2 separate regions of the Zea mays genome follow, and region 1 is linked to region 2. A link is a contact called in public Hi-C data. All regions are on one chromosome and are shown on one strand. The core of a region is the stretch at or near the end of the contact, and the rest is flanking DNA. Distances in the headings are between cores, read along the strand shown.

Region 1 (3,678 bases), core at 1,012-3,511, 620 kb after region 2:
GAATGACGCCAAGGCGACGCCGCCAACGATCGGCACGAGCGAGCCCAGCACCGGAAGGGAAGGAACCTGCATACCAAGCATGGAATGGAAACTGATCATAGGCTCCACCTTTTTCTTTTCTGGTTTCTTCTCGATTCCATTCACGGCGGAATCGGCGAGAGTGCTTTTTCAGGAGGGTGCGAGTGCGACGACGGAGCGAGAGGGTGGCGAACCTCGCCGAGGAAGAGGGCGGAGAGGACGACGGTGAAGAAGGGCTCGGAGGCCTTGATGGTGTGCGTGAAGGAGACGGCGACCTTGCCCAGGCTCATGTTGGTGAACACCGTGCCCAGCATGTGCCCCACGGCCAGCGGCGCGATCTTGCCCAGCTGCAGCCGCAAAGTTAAGTTGCCGCCGGCAGGTTACGAACCAGCAAACCAAGCGGGGGGAAGCGAGAGAGAGAGGAAAAATTGCAGCTTCCCCTCGCAGGAGAATGGCCTCACCTGCGCAGCGGAGAGCCTGGGCGCCGGGTGGAGCCTGGTGGCCCACATGAGGAAGATGAGCAGGGAGCCGAACGCGAGCTGGAAGGCTGTGATGGTGTACGGCAGCGGCAACGGCAGCGCGCCGAGAACCTGCAACGGGGGACGACGGTTGGTGTTGATCATCAGGGGGGGAGAAGAGTGGAGGGGATCTGAGGATCTCTTGAGATGCTGCGGTGAACGGCCGCCGGCCAGACCTGCTTGTTGTAGATGTTGAAGTAGATGTTGAGCAGGTACCACGCGACGATCATGGCGCCCAGCTGCGCCGTGGCCGCAATGCCACCGCCGTCTGTCGTCACCGCGGCGGCACTCGCGTCGTCCGCCGGCACCGATGCCGCCGCCGCCGCGGCCTTGGCGACCTCCCCATTCTTTCCGCTGCCGGACAGCAGCGGCAGAGGCCTGAGCCGCCCGCCCCCGCGGGCGCGGAGGAGCGGGGCGGCGGTGGCGCCGCGGGGCCCGAAGTGGTTGTAGTAGTAGTCGGAGGAGGAGGCGCCCACGCCGACGTGGCGCGAGGCGAGGACGGCCGCGCGGCCGCGCGTGGCCCGAGCCCAAGAGGCTCCGGAGACAGAGGTCCCCCCCGCCGCCGCGCCCTGCATCATCTTGCGCGGTCTTCCCGCGGAACGGTCGCCGGCCACGCTTAAAATACTCGTGGTCGTGGCCTCGTGGCGCTACGGAAAGGTGGCGCCGGGCGTGAATCTTCCCGGGATCCCGTACTCGTTCGTGCCTGTGGCTCTGGGATTATACCAATACGAGCACGTCGAGTAGTGAGCCAGTGAGACGACGCGAGGCAGGTTGGCAGGGCCCGCAGTGCACAAGCACAATTGGACTTGTTGCGTGGCGGCTTTTCTTTCTTCGTCCGACCTTGGCAGTTGGTCGTGTACTCGTGTCCATGTCGTCGGCAGCTTGACCCTGTTGGATCGGGCACATGTTCCTTTTTTCCTCCGATCCAGAAAGTAGCGTCACCGGTGAGGTGAGCTCAGGAATACATACACGCTTGACGCGGGGGCGGGGACGAGGGAGATAAACGGTCGAAGATCAGGCACATCATAGTGCTCGAGAATTCAATTCGCAAGATGGGGAATAAGGCCAGGGGACATCATATTCATTTCTCTGAAAGAAAAAAGGACTAACGGGAGAAGAGAAGGACGCATCCCACCAGGCGTGCGGCATGCCCTCTCGTGTGCTCGGAGCGTCAGGTCAGCCCGCCTCGTCGGCCATGCTGTGATCTGAAATGAGTCCGGCGGCGCTTTCGTCGCGATAGTGGATCTTTGCTTTCCGCGAACGGGGCCGGCGATAAAGAGGACGAAGCCCCGGTGAGCCATGGGATGGGAATATAAAGAATTCGTTGGTGGTTGGCTGCCAATTCAAGGCGAGAGCGGCGGGGCGCGGGTGGAATCGACCGAAACGCTGTCGTGGCCGTGCAGTGGAGGATGACGCGCGCTCGACGGAGACGGCGACCGCCCGCCGAGTGAGACGACGACGACGACGAAAGTCCGATCGCAGGCCTCGTAGCCCAAAGTCCTTTGCTGGTACAAGTGAGCCGCGATTGCTCTCACGCTTCGGGTAGGGTAGGCCCATTATTCAGACTGGGGGCCGTGTTGGTAAAGGCCCACCTCCCATCTCGGCCCGCCTAACTCACCGGGGCGCACACTTCGGCAGTTGAGAGAACAAACGAACTGGTGGGTGGGTTGGGGGGTCGTCGCCGCCGGCCGGTGGAGTTGCTCGCTCCTGCCTCTTGGATCTGCCGCCCGGTGGTGGCTCGCCGCCAAGGATGGCGCGGGCGGAGAAGATACGCTCCGGTAGCACGGCGTTGGCGACGGCTTCGACGGAGACGCCAGGCAGGTCGACGGACCACCGGAGGGCGCTCTACTTCGCCGCCTTCCTGGTGCTGGCCGACGCCGCGCTCGTCGCCCTCATCGTCGCCTTCGTCCCGTGTCTGTAGCTCCGAGCGCGAAGCCTCATTGCTCAGCTCTCCTTGTCTCTGCGTCGCCGCTAAGCGGGTCTGTTGTTGCTTCTGATTGCAGATACCAAGATCGACTGGGACGCCTACATGTCCCAGGTGCTAGCGCAATTGGGGAGCCTTTTTTTTTATCGTTTCCCCGCTGTTTTGGTTCAAGAGTTTCGAATTTGGGATGGTGGTGTGATCTTGGTTGGCGGCTGCTGGTGTGTGCTTCCTGCGCTAGGTGGACGCTTTTCTGGAGGGGGAGAGGGACTACACCAAGATCGAGGGAGACACAGGGCCATTGGTCTACCCGGCCGGATTCCTCTACGTCTACTCCGCCGTTAAGTTCCTTACGGGAGGCCGCGTCTTCCCTGCTCAGGTCACGGCTCAGCCAAATCTGTTTATCAGCACGAACTCGTTTCTTCTGTTGCTTCCTCCCACCTCATCATGGTCAGATGTCTGGCAGTGTTTTAAGACTGATGAGTTTGTCTGCAGATTTTGTTTGGCGTCTTGTACATTGTCAACTTGAGCCTCACTCTTCTGCTTTACGTCAAGACTGAAGTGGTATATAGTTGTGCAATTGATCACTCTTTTCTAACCTCTGGTTCTGCTATAGTTCAGGGATTCACATCTAAAACTGTCTTTTCCTTAGAGCAACTCCAACCATGAGCCTTATAGTTAAGCCTTATAATTTAATTTACTACCCGTTTCTATTTGTTTAGGGCCCAAATTCAATTATCGATTCCAATCATAGACCCTAAAATAGCTTACGTTTGCAACTACCTCATGTTCGTGTACGTAGCCCCCTCTATTTCCCTCCCACTCTGAACACCATTCCCGCCCTTTTTTCCGATTGCTTCCAGAAAATTGTTGAGCCCTCGCTAGCGGCTGCGACCGTGGGGACGGCGGCCTTTGATCTATCAAGCACCTAGCATATCAAGAGGAGGGGAGATGTGAGACAACAGACAAGAGCCTAGCAAATCAAGAGAGGAGCTGGGAGACGAACCACGGGGAGGCAGGATGATGGAGAGAAGGCGAGATGGAGAGGGGACGATCGTCTTCTTCATCGGCTCGTCGCCGAGAAACGAATGGGGTGACCTAGCGATGAGATTGGGGCGGGCGTGTGGGTCTGGATCGGTGGCGGCGAGGAAGTTGTCTCCGTGAAATGTCCAGCGGAGGTTGGAAAGACCGCGAACAGTATTGGGCCGCACGTTTTGAGTC
Region 2 (3,734 bases), core at 676-3,175:
GAATCAATTTCTAGTGACATTGAAGGGATCAATATTGATATTGGTGGCATTGGAGGAATTTTCTTCAAATGGAACTAATGGTGTTAGCTTCGAACTAAAGACGATAGCATTCAAAGGATTAAAATTTAAATTTAATGACATTGAAGCAAAGCTATAAATTTTTATGATATTGAAGAGATTAGTATAAGTTTGGATGGGATTAAAGGAATTTTCTCTAGTAATTTTATATAACTATATTCTATTGCAGATGAGGAGCAGCCGTGGATCTCGCTGAGCACAGAAAAATGGAGGCACGAACATGCAGATTAAAAGCTAATTAACTAATTCGATCGGCCGATTCCCCCAATCGCCAGTGTCAACGACTTAGGAGTATACCTATTTTTTTCCCCAAATTCCTCTTACTATACTTCAGATCAGAGGTTCGATCGCAAGGAATAATTCTCGGTAGGTCACTGTAATTTTGTCCGGTACATTATTCGTTATTACCAATGTTCTAATCTTTTAAATATTTCTCTATTATATAAAACATCAGTTTTATGGTTAAATCGGTCGATGTGTATTTATCACCCTTCTCACTTTATACAAAATAAGATAAAATTATGCACAAAATAAGGGCTTCAGATCTTGGTTGATAGCTGCGTGGCTCCATATTCACATCCACCTAAGCAACACAATATACATATTTTTGTATTTTATTAAAAAAAGTCTACTCATATGATATATATTAAGTTACATACACTAATCAGTTAAAGCTAAAAGTTTAAACTAATTGGAGGAGTTGGATAATTCATTTATATTATATTCTAACACTTTCCTCTCACGTCGAGTCTTTTTTAGGTCTCTGACGTGGAATATAGCAGCGAGCAACAATTATTTTATTTAATTGTGGTAACTAGAATTTAAACTCGAGATTTATAGTTCTGATATCATATTAAGTTACACGCACTAATCAATTTAATTCAAAAACTTAAGTTGATAGAAGGAGTTGAATTTGCTTATATAGGGTAACTGATTAGTATTTATATAGATACACGACTAGTCGGTGTGGATGGGTAGGCACTATTGCAGGACAGCAAACGATCTGGATCTAGCTTGAAGACGTGGTGTGGCAAGCACTCCTGCATACCTGAAAGGAGACGTGGTTGTCCTTGGGGTTGATCTCCGTCTTCTTGGGGGGCATGCTCGCCGGATCCTCGGCTTGCAGGAGATGAATGCCTATGCCGTAGTTGAACAGCCTGCGCAGTAGAATGAGTTGTTGAACATGCAGGTCATGCAGTATGATTACATGATTGTTAGCTAGCTTGACAATAAAGGCATCGTCAGTGATATAGCTGTGTGCAGTCGAATGCCGTACCATGCGCCGTCGAAGTCGAAGGAGCCCGGGCGGCGGATGGGGGCGAAGCCGAGGACGTCGCGGTAGAAGCGGAGGGAGCTCTCGAGGCACCGGCACACCACGGAGATGTGGTTCAGCGCCGCCAGCGGCAACGACCCGGCGGCGGCGGCGGCGGCGGCGGCGTGCTGCACCGGCTCGACGCCCTTGCTGCTCACCATATCTTGTTCCGACGAACGAACGTTCTAGTCGTCTTCGATGGGCGTGCTGTTGGCCTGGCCTGTAGCTGCTTAGTCGTTTGCTTATTGTTCCGCCGGCGGTTTAATTCTACTATTCACCGCGCCGCCGCACAATGCAGATCGAGCCGGGACGACGACGCGTCAGAAGCTGTCTTTGCTTGCTGAATATATGAAGGGAGATGGACGACGTGCGGAGGTGGCTGGCGAGCTAGGCCGGAGACGCGACGGGACGGTGGTGCGTGTGGCTGCTAGCTGGAGGTGAACGAAGGAAAGGGACGATGACGCTGGAGACGGAGAGGATGCAGCACTAGAGCTAGCTATGCATATGCTGTTGTGCGTTGTGGAGGTTGCCGCGGCGCGCGGCCGGGGGCTCTTATAAAGAGCGTACGCCGTGTGGGGGGCGCCGACAGCGATACCCAGCCTTGAGCTCGATGTGGAGCAGTGGCGAAGTGCCGGTTGCCGCACCATGCGGCCAGCTCGAATGCGGACCATGTGGAGCAGCTCGAATGCTCACCGTGTGATACACACACATCACGGGCAGGCAGCCACGCCCACTGCCCCGCTAATCGATGGCATCTACTTCACGCGGTCGAGGAGCCAGCCAGTCCATGTCACGCACATGCACATATATTTTGTGCACGTTTTTCAGCCTGCCTACTCTAGTTAAAAGTTAAAACCCATTGTTAACATGGGAAGAGGTCCGAATCACACACAGCACACATTCATAGTCACCACAATCTTAGACACATCGAGAAACGTAGCAAACCGATAAAACCAATCCAAACAAGTCTTAGAAAGATCCACCGAAGGAGCGCATATAGAGGTTGTCTCAAAATCAACAAATCCATCCAGAACGTCACCAAATATCCTTGGAATAAGTGATGAACAACAAGATAGAAAGAAAAAAAGAAAGATAAAAATGATAGTAAATGTATTCGTGATCGTTTGAATATTAAATACCTTAATTTTCTGTGATGCTCTCTAGGTGATAGCACCTTGAAATGGCTTAACAAAAATCGTGTTTGTTAAGTTATTTCAAGTGGGTAATCATTCCACTAGGGTGACGAATAGTGTTACCCTATAAATCATGAATGGTTTAATGATTACCGTTCTCTCCAGAGTGTAATCAGATCTTGATTTGTCTTCGTCTCCCCTCGAACCTGCGCCCGACGGCTCATCCTTCGCCTGTGGCCTCGACCCTACGGCTCCAACTTCGTTGGTGGAGTACCGGGAGCAACTCCACCAATGTGTCGGCGGTTAGCTCGCTCGTTGCTCTATGCCTCCATTCCATGCTGGCGATGTCCTATAGGTTACAATTATCTACTTGCTCGCTCATCCCAATCTCTCTCACACAACCCTTTCTCCTACCCCAAATCCGATTGCAATCACAACCTTTGAATGCCTCTCCGCCCATGCATGGGAAGCCATCGATGTGATCTAGAATCTCTAGCACACCAGAGAATTGACAATGTATTCTCTCTAAAGATTGCTTCTAGCTTTGCCCATTAATGTTACCAAAAGTGAAACATACAAAGTCTGTATTCCGATCCTTTATTAACGTTACCATCCTATTCTAGTTATGTTCGTGCCCGTGTTACCATTCCTGATCCAAACATTATCTTACAGTTCGAAAAAATAGACGAATAAGTAGATAATATGACAAGCAAAGGCAAAGTGAATAATTGTGTCTGATTATATACTTATTTTGTACCAAATCATGTTTTTATCACGTTTGTTGTACAAATGCGCATTGAATTGACATATATTCTAGATTTTGTGTTTTATCTGTTGCTTATTTGTACTATCATTATGTGACCCATTATGGATTACTTAGGATGGCTTCAACGGGCTAGCCAAAGCGGCAACCAAAGCCAATATGGTTGGCATAGTTGAAAGCTCCCTTGTGGGTTTTGGTGTTTTGGATGACACCACAATTAAAGGTATAACCAGGGTGTTATGTATTGAGTAGGTGCTAAGTGAAAAGACTAAGAAGTTCAACACATGGACACAGATGTGATGATCCACACAAGTTGAGATGACTATGGTCTATGGACATCACAAGTAAAGTTGAAGGATGGTCAATGACTATGTGGAACTCAATGTGCATAACTTGGAGACGACCGATCGAACTGGGGACGAAGGCAAGAACTTCGAGGAACTGAGTG

What was found. A called contact is a pair of places that touch in the nucleus more often than the background predicts.
Region 1: a Hi-C map of tassel shows a contact between it and region 2, with 2.8 times the contacts expected there. The contact joins the promoter of LOC100276684 here to the promoter of LOC103649687 in region 2. A contact is called at or near these places in 3 of 25 Hi-C or Micro-C datasets (ear, leaf and tassel).

The regions. Positions count from the first base shown.
Region 1 is chr3:12,249,391-12,253,068 of Zm-B73-REFERENCE-NAM-5.0, forward strand. It overlaps LOC100276684 (Dol-P-Man:Man(5)GlcNAc(2)-PP-Dol alpha-13-mannosyltransferase), which reads left to right and starts at 2,262. Exons shown (of 13, transcript NM_001150411.2): 1 at 2,262-2,449; 2 at 2,540-2,574; 3 at 2,699-2,836; 4 at 2,953-3,021. The coding sequence starts at 2,287. It overlaps LOC103649694 (phosphoenolpyruvate/phosphate translocator 3, chloroplastic), which reads right to left and starts at 1,997. Exons shown (of 9, transcript XM_008675425.4): 1 at 713-1,997; 2 at 480-608; 3 at 213-365; 4 at 1-66. The coding sequence starts at 1,114.
Region 2 is chr3:11,627,635-11,631,368 of Zm-B73-REFERENCE-NAM-5.0, forward strand. It overlaps LOC103649687, which reads right to left and starts at 1,926. Exons shown (of 3, transcript XM_008675419.3): 1 at 1,355-1,926; 2 at 1,127-1,235. The coding sequence starts at 1,551.